Regions from separate parts of the Lactuca sativa genome. Here region 1 is linked to region 2. A link is a contact called in public Hi-C data. All regions are on one chromosome and are shown on one strand. Each heading gives the region's core, a stretch centred on a gene start, on an enhancer-like site or on the middle of the called end of the contact. The rest is flanking DNA. Distances are from core to core; before and after follow the strand shown. Region 1 holds the start of LOC111889084 (type IV inositol polyphosphate 5-phosphatase 7). Region 2 holds the start of LOC111889083 (increased DNA methylation 1).

Region 1 (6,635 bases), core at 2,499-4,998, 370 kb before region 2:
TATTAACATATGAATGGTTTTGTACTGCATTTGATATCCTGAGACCGATATCACCGAGACAAAAAATGTGGTACAGGGTCGGACAATGTATGGTTAAAAGACGTAAATACCCTCCTCATCCTTTCATCGAAAATAGCCTTAGAAAACCTGTTCAGTCTCGTCCAGTCTAACAAATGCAATTTGTTAGATGGGATGAAATTGGACCGGACTAAACAAGCTTTTAAGAGAAATTCTCGATGATAAGGATGAGGGGGGCATTTAAGTCTTTTGCACACACGAGAGATCGAGATCGTGACATTGTCCCACCTTGTAACACATTTTTGTTCCATTGACATCAGTCTGTCTCGGTTACAGTCCAATGCACAATATAAACTATTATGTCCAATATTGCGTAACAAAGGGGGGTTTAAATTTAAATATTTATGATGAAAATGATTAAATGAAGATGAAGGGAAGCAAGAGCATATACATACATACCATTTGGTGTGATTGGTTAGAAAAAGCAGAGTTCAGTGTAGCCATTTGCATAAGGCAAAAGCTCCTCCACCTCAATCCTAGAGCCAGAACAACTCATGCTTCTTCTATAACGGCTATGAACTAATTCAACTTCAGCCCAAAATAAGCTGTATACTGGCCTATGATCTGAAAACCTCGATTCACCACGAACATATGATAACTGATGTAGACCTCTTCCATACCACAAGATTCTATCACACCTTCACATTCAAATAATTCTCCATTATATATAAATCATTCATTCATTCATTCATACAAATAATCCTTAATCCCTACCATGCAGGTGTTCTTCTTTTCTCCTTATGGTGCAAGTTATCCCCTGTATATCGATCTGAATTAGTTAAGTATTTGTATGTTGGAGGGAAATATATCTTCCCTTCATTCCATCCTTGAAACACACGCCCTCTTCTTTGTTCAATTCGCAGCTGCAATAAGAAATTAAAAATCAATCAGCTGACAAAAATGTTTGAAAGTAGAACATGATGTTGCATACCTGGTCTTTTTCCAACAATGCCCTCCAATTTTGCATCTCAACAAGTGCTTTTGCTGAGCGGTAAGAGAGGGCGATTCGGTAATTCAGATCCCCAAGCCATATAATCCGACTGAAGTGAATGTAGAAATTAGCTTTATCAGAATCTTATTAAGAGTATAAAAGTTGGAACAATAAGAAAAAAAAATTGGAGGATAATTTGTGTGCTTACTCGTGTTCGAGTATTGTCTCTGGGGATTTATCCTCTGTTATGCCCTGGACACGTGGAAATCTTGTTTTTTTAACAATTTCCATGAAATCAGAATTTCTTCTTAGTTCATCACCCTCTTTTTGTCCAGAAGTCAAATGACTACACACAAAGCAAAAACTTGTTTGATGCAACAACATACTCACGGATACGGATCCCTGCAAATAAATACAAAATACAAAATCAATACCCGTTGTTTCATTTCAATTTTTTTTTATAAAAAAAAAAAATATGTCCATAGAGATTAATACCTTATTTCCAAGATAACCCATCAATCCTCTACCAACACAAGACACTTTGATGTTTCCAACATGTTCTCTTAATTCACTCTTCACCCACACCGCAAGAAAAACACCAACCATTTGTTTACTTGCAACCAAACAATAACTTGAATGGGTGGGCCCCACTCTATACCCATCTTCAACACTATTGGCTCCCCAATTTGACATTGGTGAGAAAGAATTCCCATTACCATTAGGATTAGGTATATCTTCCATGGGGCCATAATCATCATAATCACTTGGTCTTTGGCTCCACGAGTAATTACTCGGCCGCTGACTAGACGAGTAGTCACTCGGTCTGTAACTACTGTTACAGACCGAGTAGTCACTTGGTCTGTGACTGTGACTGGCCGAGTAATCACTCGGCCTGTGACCGGATGACGAATAGTCACTCGGTCTGTGACTCGAGCAGTCAGATGGTCTCGGACCAAAGATTGCTCGGTCACAAACACTGTATCGCCGCTCAAGATGAGTCGGCGGTGTTGACTGGTAATTTTCATTTTGAGGTGCTTGAAAAGAACGACGATGATAAAATGAGGAGTTTTTGTGTCTTGTTGATCCTTCAAAATCAGCATCATATTCAGCCACCGGATCGGGAACAGGTGAAGGTGTGTAGCACCCGTTTCCGCCACCTGGACGGTTGTTTAGGGTTCTGTGTATTAGAGATAACCATCTTTTTGCAGGGCCGTTGTCTTCAGCTCCTAAAATATTGGCTGCATTTAGAGGAACTATTTCTTGAAATCTGAAGGTATAAATCAAGAATTGAAGTTAGTTATCTAGAATTCAAATCTCATAAGTCAAAATAGAAACTTGAATCATACCCAAGAACGTAAATGTCAGAAGGAGGAGCAGCATGTAACCAATCATCAAGATTCATTTTGTTGGAAGGGGATTTTCCTCCTACGTTCCATGTAGCTGAAAAAATGCTGTTTCAAGAATTCAAAGGTCGAAAATAAGTAAATGATTATTAGAAATCATAAGTGGAAAGTCAAAAAGGGGGAATAAATATGAGTTAAGGATACCTATAGTTCTGTATGTTTATGATCTGAGGGTGGTCAAGATCAACTGTTGACCACCTACGAGCTTCTGTACTCCTGCTGGATTTTTCTGTTCATTGAAGTGATATATACCATATGTTAATCATTTCACCAATCAATGAATGATGGATTGTTTAACTTCATGACTTTGATTGTATCGAGAAAAAAGTATGTTGAGAATTTTTTTTACCTGTTTTGGTTTTCTTGATTGCAGGGGGTTCCCTCTCACAGAAGCTACCTGTGATCATATAGTATGAAGCTTTTCAGTTACCAAATTAGTGAAATTGAAACAGTTACCTGCTTCTCTTTTCTTAAACATGAAATGATTACCGAAATTTTGGAAGAAGAATTGAAACAAACAGTTGGTGTGCAAATAAGAAACAACAAAATTAGTGACTTTGTTTGAAAATATTTCGCCTATTAGATACGTACCTCCACAAACAACATTATCGGTTTGAGATTCATCGGTTTTGCTCTTGATATTGAACCATTTTCGGACCAGTTTCTTCGACCAAGAGAACTTCAAAGACGAGAAAAACAACGATCAGCCACAAAAACCCATACAGTAAAACAAGAATTAAACTCGAAAAAGTTCATCTTATGAATGAATTAGAATCAACAATCAAGTAAAATTAAAACCTTGTTGCTTTTGGAATTCGCATCCCTCATTTCTTCTCCCTACCAATTCATGCAGACTGAAATCTACTCGAAACCAATTCACCCTCCTCGGTTCAGAAACACGTATTGTCGGCAAACCCCTGAGTTAATTAACACAATGTTGATCCTTATAACTGCTGCGGCGTGTGTAGATATGAAATCTTTATATGTAATAAAGACAGGGAACCCAGAGAAATTAAGGGCACGAGGATCAAAGAGGGACAATCTTCTTTAATGCGTGGAAGTGAGATTAGTTAGATTCCGAGGCAAACATTAAAGTGAGAGAGTTTCTTTCTCCAGACATGCCCTCGTTCTTCGCAGCAACAAAAGAAGGAATCGAGGATTTTGAATGGAATAAAGTGCAGGGAAGGACAGAGGAATGGCAATGTTTCTCAGGGCCGGCCCAAGGTGGTGGGGGCAAAGTGGGTCAACTGACCGGAAACAGCTGCCCTGTGAATCAATGGGATCACCAACAAAATACGGTGGCCATTTGGTTTTCCAACCAAAGTTAAAAGCAAATTACAGATAATGGAGAAAGGATGAAAACAGAATATATGTAATTTAATGCAACCTCCCCTATATTTATGACAAATTTATATATAAAAATCTAGTTTTTTTTAATAAAAGATATTTTTTTAAAACTGAATTTTGCTTATATATATATATATATATATATATATATATATATATATATATATATATATATATATATATATATATATATATATATAGAGAGAGAGAGAGAGAGAGAGAGAGATTTAAATGTTTCTCAAATCTATTGTGCTAGAATGCATCAATAGGAATTTAGTATTAATTATATGTATATTAAATGCTATCCATACTTATAAATCATTTTTATGGAAACTAATTAAATTCATCATTAATGTTAACAATAATATTCTTTGAGAATGAATTCATATCTAAAAGAATGAGAGTGTATTTCAGCAGAATTAGAGTGTATTCTAGTAGAATACACTATCGTTTTTCATATTCCATACAAATTTATTGTATTTTAAGTGAGTGAGTCCTGAAACAAAATACGAACTCATATATAAAAACCTAGATGCGAATTCATTCTGAAAGAATGGTATTGCTGACATTAATGACGGATTTAATTAGTTTCCATAAAAGAGAATTATAATTATGGATATCATTTAATATACATATAATTATGGAAATCATTTAATATCTATATTTATTTAGTTAAATAATTATCTAATTTACTCAAATTCTATTGGTGCATTCTAGCACACAATAAATGTAATAAACAAAATAACATAGCCTTATACATATATATATATATATATATATATATATATATATATATATACATATATATATATATATATATATATATGCCGTTGAAATTAAAATAAAATAGAGATCTTACGATTCAATCTCGGCTACATATTTTACATCTGTCGCTCTAACCCTCTGGCATACCGGCGCGACATGTCTAGTATAATCATAAATGATTATACAGTGGCGCCTGTTCCTTTCTCCTCCGCCATCATAACCGCCACCACCACCATCACTATCACACCTTTAACACCAACCGACCCCACCACTATCACTCCCGTTACTTATACTACTGTCACATCTGTCGCCACCACCTCTTCACTAACTGTCATAATCATTTATGATTACTCAATCTGTAAACAGACATATATGTATAATCATTTATGATTAGGCATATACGGATAAACATGTATAACCCTATATGATTATACCTCTCTGACAAATAATCATTTATGATTAGGCATACCCCGTTGTTGCCGGTACGCTGGAGCATTAGAACGACAAATAATCTCTATTTTTTTTAATCTCAAGTGAACCGTCCCGTATATATATATATATATATATATATATATATATATATATATATATATATATATATATATATATATATATATATATATATATATATAGTTAGGATCATATTAGACCATCATATTTTGTGAGACATAAGAGTGCAATCCTAGCCATTCATTTTGGAGATAAAAAATTAAAATACAAAATAAATGAAAATTTTCATTTTTTTAAAAAATATTATTTCCGTCATTTTTTATTCTAAATAAATAAATATATAAATTACTGTTTTTTTTTCAAAAAATATATGAAATATTTTAACTGAATATGATACTTTAAATATTCAAATTGAATTTTTAGAATGTTATAATATTATGCGAGAGTATTAAACTATAAATATTAAAAAAAGTTCTAATAGAATATTAGAATATTCTAACAAATCTAAAAATTCAAGTAGAATATTAGAATATTTTAACATATACACCAATTTTAGTAGAATATTAGAATATTCTAACATTCTAAAAATTCGATTTGATTATTTACAGTGTAATATTCTATTTGAATATTTCACTCATATTAAAAAACAACGATGCTTTTTTAATTTTATTTATTTATTTATTTATTTATTTTGGATAAATTAAATAATGAATATAATATTTAAAAAAAGAATTTTTGGAATTTTCTATTATTTTGCATTTAATTTTTAATTTTTTAATTTTTTTGATATCCAATATGAGTGGCTAGGATCGCGTCCTCATGTCTCACAAAATAAGCATGGTCTCAGATGAATATATATATATATATATATATATATATATATATATATATATATATATATATGTGTGTGTGTGTGTGTGTGTGTGTGTGTATTTATATATTGATATGGACATATTTAGTTATAAAATTCATGCATTATCTTAATACTTTATGTTGATTTTATCTCATTTAATGAATTAAAGGTGCTTAATTAACTTAAATATTTCATTTTAGCAATAATGACATGTTCGGATGGAAAAGGAAGTAGAACTAGTGATTGGAGGCTTGGATCTTGGATTTTGAAGATAGAAAGATGTTGCTGGACAACTTGACCCCTCATCAGTGTTTTGGTTATATCTCATGAACTGTAACTCTGATTGACGAGATTCAAAATGTTCTGAAAACTAGACACAATTTCGGAAAACTTTCGTGTTTTGAGAAAATGCTGATTCCAAACAGACTCGATGAGTCACGTTGAACTTTTGTGATTCTGGAGTCGTTGACTTGCCGTACATGGGTTTTAAGTGACGGACTCGCCGAGTAGGTCACTGGACTCGACGAGTCACCTATGTTTTATGAAAATCTATATAAAGGGCATTCCTTCCCGATACCCTAGCAGATAGATGAACCCTTGGAGGCCAATTGTCGACTAAAGGTGCTGCTGGAGCGTGGGAAGCGACGGAATCAACCCTACATTCAATTTTAAGGAGAATCAAGGCAAAATCAAGTTTACTCTTTACCTAATCTCTTGTTTGAACTATGTTTTTACCAATTGATTTCGTTTTTGAGCTTGTTTCTGTTGTAATCATGAGCTAAAACTCATACCTTCTGTTTAGGATAGA
Region 2 (6,424 bases), core at 3,905-6,404:
TAGCATAATAATTAGGGTTTTTTTAATTTAATTTCCGTTATCTTTTTGTAATGCTATAAAAGCCAAAGATCTATCATTTGTAAGGCATAATTTCTCACTTATAATATGTCTTGGGTGAATCAATTTTCAATTACAAATGTTCAAGTTTCATTGACCGAATCAATTTAAAACTATGCATACATAGTGATCATTATTATATGTAACTATTGTTTGATTATTTGATGCATGAGTATAGTAGATGGAATGGTTCCTAGAATTTGTTTCATGATCAATACAAGTCCAAAAGGGTGTGAAATTATTGTCATACGCACCCTGGGTCAAGAATGAAAGCTTTGTCTTTTAGATTAATCAAACCTCATGAAAACATTGTTGAGAAAGGAACATGTATGGATCATATTCAGCCAATGAATCATGCGGTGGAATTGTGGGCGATGTTGATATTATTCAAGGGTATGATTTTGCAAATTGGTTGAAGAACACAATAATAAAGAAAGATTTTGTGGTGATGAAGATTGATGTTGAAAGGACTAAATTCGATTTGATCCTGAAATTGATCAATACAGGTGTGATTTGCTTGATTGGTCAAGTGTTTGTTACTTGAATGTCATTACAATCAAAGTAGAATGAGTCCCGAGTATTAGAAGACATATGAGCAATGATGACTTGTTTAAATCTTTGACATAACATGATGTTCTTGTTCATCAATGGTGGTTATAAGTGTCCTGTTGTTGTGTTACTTGAAAGTGTTGTAGTTGTCACAATACGTTTTCCTTTGCTGTAATTCATTTACACAAACTTAAAATGGGTTTCTCTAGACAAGAAATCATTGATTTCTTAATGAAGAGCAGGTATCCAAACTTCAAATGGGTTCTCTAGACAAAGAAGTGTTAATATCACAAATCTCTAAACTTAATGGGCTTTAGCAGATTGGAGGGCCCATGATTCTAGCCTTTTAGGTCCATTACTTAAATAAATCAAATTCATGTACCCTAAAAAGTGTTATGAATAAAAGAATTGTCTATATGGTGTAGTTGACTCAAATATTAGAAAACAACATAACACATCATTTCAAAAAACTAGGATCTCATTATTTTATACAAGATCATTCGTGTCCTTTGTAAGATGATTCTCAATTTTCTTAACAGAATCAGACATTCCCGTTGGTAGCATCCCTCCCATCCTTCACATCATTTTCTTTTGCCATTGACACAGAACCAGATTCCTTTCCCAGGAATTGGAGGTCTGATTCCAATGGAGTATCGGTCACATTGCCATTCCGCAGAACAACGGAATTGGAAACAGAGTCCTTTTCCGTGACTTGAAGTTGAGGTTCACATATTATTACATTGGAATCGGAATCAGTAATTCCAGGGGCAGTTTCATTGCTATTCCGCAAATCAGTTCTTTCAACCCTGGAACCAGTCTTATTCCCACGTTTTACAACATTGGAATCGGGTTCGGAATCGCCATTCCGGATAGAAGTGTTATTCAATTCCGATTTCTTTCCCTTATTGTAGTCTTCCACCTCAACACCCTTCTTGCCTACACCACCATTAAAGAAACTCACGGGGCGTTTGGTTCGTAGAATGTTTTTGGAAGGAATGGAATCTGTCAAAGGAATCATAATCTATCACTGTGTTTGGAATAAAATTCAATAGAAAAAAAAAAGAATTAAGAATTTTCTATTTAAATCTAAACCTTTTTTTGAAGTCATGTTGGTTTCTAGAGTGCGTTTTTTTATTAGTTGCTTTTGCAACATATCTGTTCCAGGAAACACCATCATATTGAATGACTTCATTTCTTGTTTGCATGATTCTTCAAGTGGTTTAAACCCAAAAGCATTAGTCCATGTATCCATGTGTTCTTCAATGGCAGGAATAACCAATTTCTCTACTTTGAGGGACGTGAGAGCCTGAAAAATAGCAATGTACTTCTCTTTATTTATTTATTATAATTATAATTATAATATCCTACTTTTGTTACTTCCTATTAGATCATTGTGCTTTGAAAAATCTACTCAATGCTATAATTGAGTAGATATTTCAAAGTCCAATATTTAATAAGAAAAAGTACAATGTGCTAAAAAGTAGTTTTTTCACTTTTTTCAAAGTACAATGAATTAATAATAATAAAGAAATAAATGAAAGTAGGTTGCTATTTCTTGAATTTAACCCAAAAAAAAAATGCTTACGGATTCAATAGCATGCAATAGGCGGCGACACATCCCTTGGCGTCTGTATATATCGCGGGTCCCAATAAAAGGCATCTCAGCTAGTTGGGTTCCATGGATCCTAAGGCACATATAATATCTATCAAATATAAGTTCACAAGGTCCAATCACAAAAAAGGGCATTTACGTCTTTTTCAATTTTCACTACCTGATTGATGCAGCACATATCATTTCATCGCCCCTCTCCAAAATGGCTGTGAAGAAGCCACTATAGTTTAACCGGCTAATATTTGATCTATAAGAAGAAATTTTATAAAAACAAATATGTAAGATAAATAAACGGAGATTTTGTACAATTTGAATGTAAATATGGGCTAAAAGTAAACTTACCCACAATTATAAACAACATTATGGATTAGATTGATCCCACTTCTCCTATCAACAATAGGCAAAAAACACTCATCCATGACTAATAAAGCAATTGCTATTTTGGAGATGCATTCGGCTCTTTGATAGAAATATAAGGATGACATGTCGGGTAATAGATCAGATCGATGGATAAGAGACCATGAGAATCCGGAATCTAATTCATGTTTCATCCAAAGAAGCTTCTGTAAGCGTGTGTATAGCTGCAAAAGTATTGGATTTTGTTATTGAAACACGATTAAATGCAAGAAATAGCAATGTACTTTCATTTCTTCATATTACAGCATTTTTTACCTTGCAAAAATTACCTAATGCAACTTTCGTTACTATAATTGAGTAGATTTTTTAAAGCATAATGTGCTAATAAGAAAAAAAAAAAAAAAAGGAAGTATAATGGTATAATTGGGTATATTTTTTAGACAAAATTTCACAAATGGTCCTTATGGTTTTCATTTTGTTCCGAAAAAAGTCCTTATGAGATCTTTTTTGCATGAAGGATCCCTATGGAGTAAACCTTGCACACAAATGGTCCTTATGACTAACTTTGTTAACAGATTTTGTCAAGTGTTTGTGAAATGACAAAAACACCCCTATTTTTGTTTTTTTCCTGATTTTGTATGTTTTGTCATTTTTTAAAACTTAAGGGACCAAATGTGTAAACTGTTAAGAAAATGAACTATTAGCCCAAACATCAATGGGCTATTAACTTTTTAACTAAACTTAAGGGACCAAAAAGGTGGGACATAGACTAGCTCTCAAAGTGGAAAAGACGTTAATGCCCTCTTCATCCACATCATTGGGAATAAGAATAACCCTAGAAGGGAACCTTTCACAACTCTAGTTTTCAGCATATAAAGTCTCAATCCAAGTCATATTCATCAAGATCCATAAAAATTGGAACTTTAATACCTCTTGGCATTTTCTCCCACAGAAACAAAACATATCCATCTCACCACTGCATGATTTATGATCTGCAAGAGTAAAACTTGTCTTTCAACCAAACCTAAAACCCTAAAAAACAAACATAAACAAAAATTAAAGGCTCCTTATATTACATTTTTTCTCACAAAGGCGACATGTAAGAAGTGAACTGGAACTTCCAGTTCTACCACTGTCCTTATTGCAATATTTGCATGCACAATTTGGACAATGCCAATCACCTTCCGGAAGCATCTGAAACAATTTTGGACTAAACATGGTAAAAATCAGAAACCATAGGGACTATTTATGTAATTTTCTCAAATCTTACCTGCATATCCAAGCAGCTCAGGTGAAAAGTTGATGGGCAACCATCACAGCAGATCAAATCCCCACCATCTCCACATAAACCACAAGTATCATCATCAGGATCATCACCTTCAACATCTACAACATGAAACCCTTTTCTTTCTGACTCTTTTTGTTTATTCCAACCATCTATCTGACACTCCATTAAAGACCTACCCGATTGGATAAAAATGTTCTTCAATGGCTGCCCGAGTTTGCTGCCCGCATGAAGTTCAAATCTCAAAACTGTCACCAATTTGCTACAGCAACCACAATGGATTCCATCTTCAGTTATCCATCCTTCTTGCATTACACGTGTCCTTCTAAGGTTCTTATATTCCACTTTTTCACCCACAGAAACCATTCCAGAGTCAATTAACCATGAAATCAAGTTCCTTTTTCCTGAATATGGAATAAAATCATTCTTTTCTGAATCTAAACCCTTTTCAGATCCACGAACAACCAATGTTCTTCTGCCAATCATTCGGCTTTTGCTTTCATGTAAATTATGGGGATTAGTATGAGCATGAACACCATCTTTCTGAGGTGTTTCCTTGTGAGGAGAATCATCACTTGAGTAGCCACTACTGTCTTCACTTGCTTCCTTCAGATAACAGTCAAGCTTCTCTTTGTTCTGGTCAATGGATCTAAACTGTGTAGACTTTTTTACCCTTTTAGGCTTCCTAATGTTGTCTTCATGTCTTCTACTCTTTTCAAGTTCTCTTTCGATTTTCTTTTGTGTTTGACGTGTTAATTTGTTAAGTATCTCATTGGGTAATGGTGTAAAGTCTCCCTTAGCTACCGTATTCTCTTTCTCTTTCTCTTTTTCTTCCTTTTTGAGTGCATCATAAGCCTTGGTTATAGACCAATAAGCAGTTCCAGAAGGACTAATATATACAGAATCAAGATAATCTCTGGTTCTTCTTGGTCTATAATCAATCGTCCATCCAGCACCCAAAAGCATTGTTTTAATCTTCTCTCTTAACAATTGCTTTTCAGTGAAATTAGGTCGCTTGATCTTGCTTTCCTTGTTACTCTTAGGTGCATTTGACTTTGATTGCATCACTGTTCTCTTCTTTCTAGATTCATGTTGACCATGGATGTTATGGGACAAGCTCAGCCTTTTCCCATCAAGATTCTGACTGTTACCTATATGTGAAAGACCCACTTGTTTATGTTTATTTTCCATCAAAACACCATTTTTACCTTGCAACCTGACTGATTCTTCAAGGTCTTCCTCGTCTTCTTCATTCTTAATTGATACAGATAACCCTAATTCATCATTGTCCATTGCATACCCACTACTTTTGCACCTTTGGCACCATTGTTTTCTGAATCAAGATCCCTTTTCCTATGAATTATCATCCTACCACTACCACTTGCAGATTCCTTTTGGTCCCCATTTTGCCTATATAACCTATCGTTATTAACATCCATCCTCATCCTCCTCTCATCCACTTCATCGGACTCATCATCTAACCTGTTGTGAACCTTTTTCTCAGTTTGGAGATCTTTATTTTCCACTAAACCACTTCTGTAAGCATCCGATGTATTTCGGAATTTATGAACTTTGCGGGGAAGAGGTGGGTCTGGTAACTCATCTGACTCGGAATCACTCAGAACGACTCGGGATCTCTTTCTATCTTTATTGGAATTGAACATTTTCCTAGGAGAGGAATCACTAAACCCTACAACTCCTAAGTCGAATGCTGCCTTATTTTTAACAATTAAACGTTCATAAGAACTTTCTATCTTTACGACAGCTCCTGAATGCTCGGATTCCCTCACATCTTTCATCTCATCAAGCATAAACGAACAACAAATTCCGCCATGATTCCATCAACACAGATGTAGCAGATACACTCATATTCCACAAATTCTCAAGACCTAGGTTCAAAAGTTTCGAAAGAACATATATCGCAAACAAAAAACCTACAAAATCGAAACCGTAGAGATGTATCGGAATGCCAAGTTTCGTTTCACCTCAAATTTAGTCGATTTCAAGCATAATTTCCAGCAGTAATCGTCGATCGAAAGGTTTCGATTATCCAGCCCTGTTTACATCGAGGGATTTATCAGATAGATGTCTCGGGCGTGTGTGAAAACTGAAAAGTGAAACACAAACAAATGGCTCGGATTTTTTAATTTTGATTCATTATTATAAAAGTGGGTTATAACTTATGGAAATCACTGTAAATATGTTTAGTATTTTTTATTATACAAGACAAAAATAAGATTAAATGTCAAAATAGTAAAAAAAAATGTATTTCAGATTGTAAGTAAAGTTGGATGAATTTGATAAGTTAAAAAGAAAATGACTATGCATTTGGTTGCATCAAATCTTTCCCTAAAAAAACTTATTGTGGGAGAGATAGCTTGAGGGCTCAACACTTACCGGATGCCTTTTGTGGAGAAGGGTCTGATGTTGTCACAGATCTCATACGTGCTATCACTTCAGTGGTTAATTTATGGTTAGCGGGAAGATATCCAAACATTTTGGCAGAGTTTGTTACGTTCGCCCCTCTCACGCCTCTGCTTAAACCTGACAACAGGATCCGTCCA

Evidence for each region. Hi-C and Micro-C count contacts between places; a contact is called where the count stands out from the background.
Region 1: a contact with region 2 is called in a Hi-C map of leaf, with 7 times the contacts expected there. The contact joins the promoter of LOC111889084 here to the promoter of LOC111889083 in region 2. A contact is called at or near these places in 3 of 4 Hi-C or Micro-C datasets (leaf and seed).

Annotation. Positions count from the first base shown.
Region 1 is chr7:101,771,293-101,777,927 of Lsat_Salinas_v11, reverse strand. LOC111889084 (type IV inositol polyphosphate 5-phosphatase 7) reads right to left here and starts at 3,748. Exons shown (of 11, transcript XM_023885219.3): 1 at 3,211-3,748; 2 at 3,004-3,091; 3 at 2,762-2,809; 4 at 2,557-2,641; 5 at 2,356-2,460; 6 at 1,505-2,276; 7 at 1,218-1,411; 8 at 1,010-1,118; 9 at 793-941; 10 at 478-716. The coding sequence starts at 3,240. The coding sequence ends at 494.
Region 2 is chr7:101,401,273-101,407,696 of Lsat_Salinas_v11, reverse strand. LOC111889083 (increased DNA methylation 1) reads right to left here and starts at 5,154. Exons shown (of 8, transcript XM_023885216.3): 1 at 3,846-5,154; 2 at 3,652-3,769; 3 at 3,506-3,567; 4 at 2,561-2,799; 5 at 2,379-2,465; 6 at 2,192-2,291; 7 at 1,699-1,912; 8 at 986-1,608. The coding sequence starts at 5,153. The coding sequence ends at 1,148.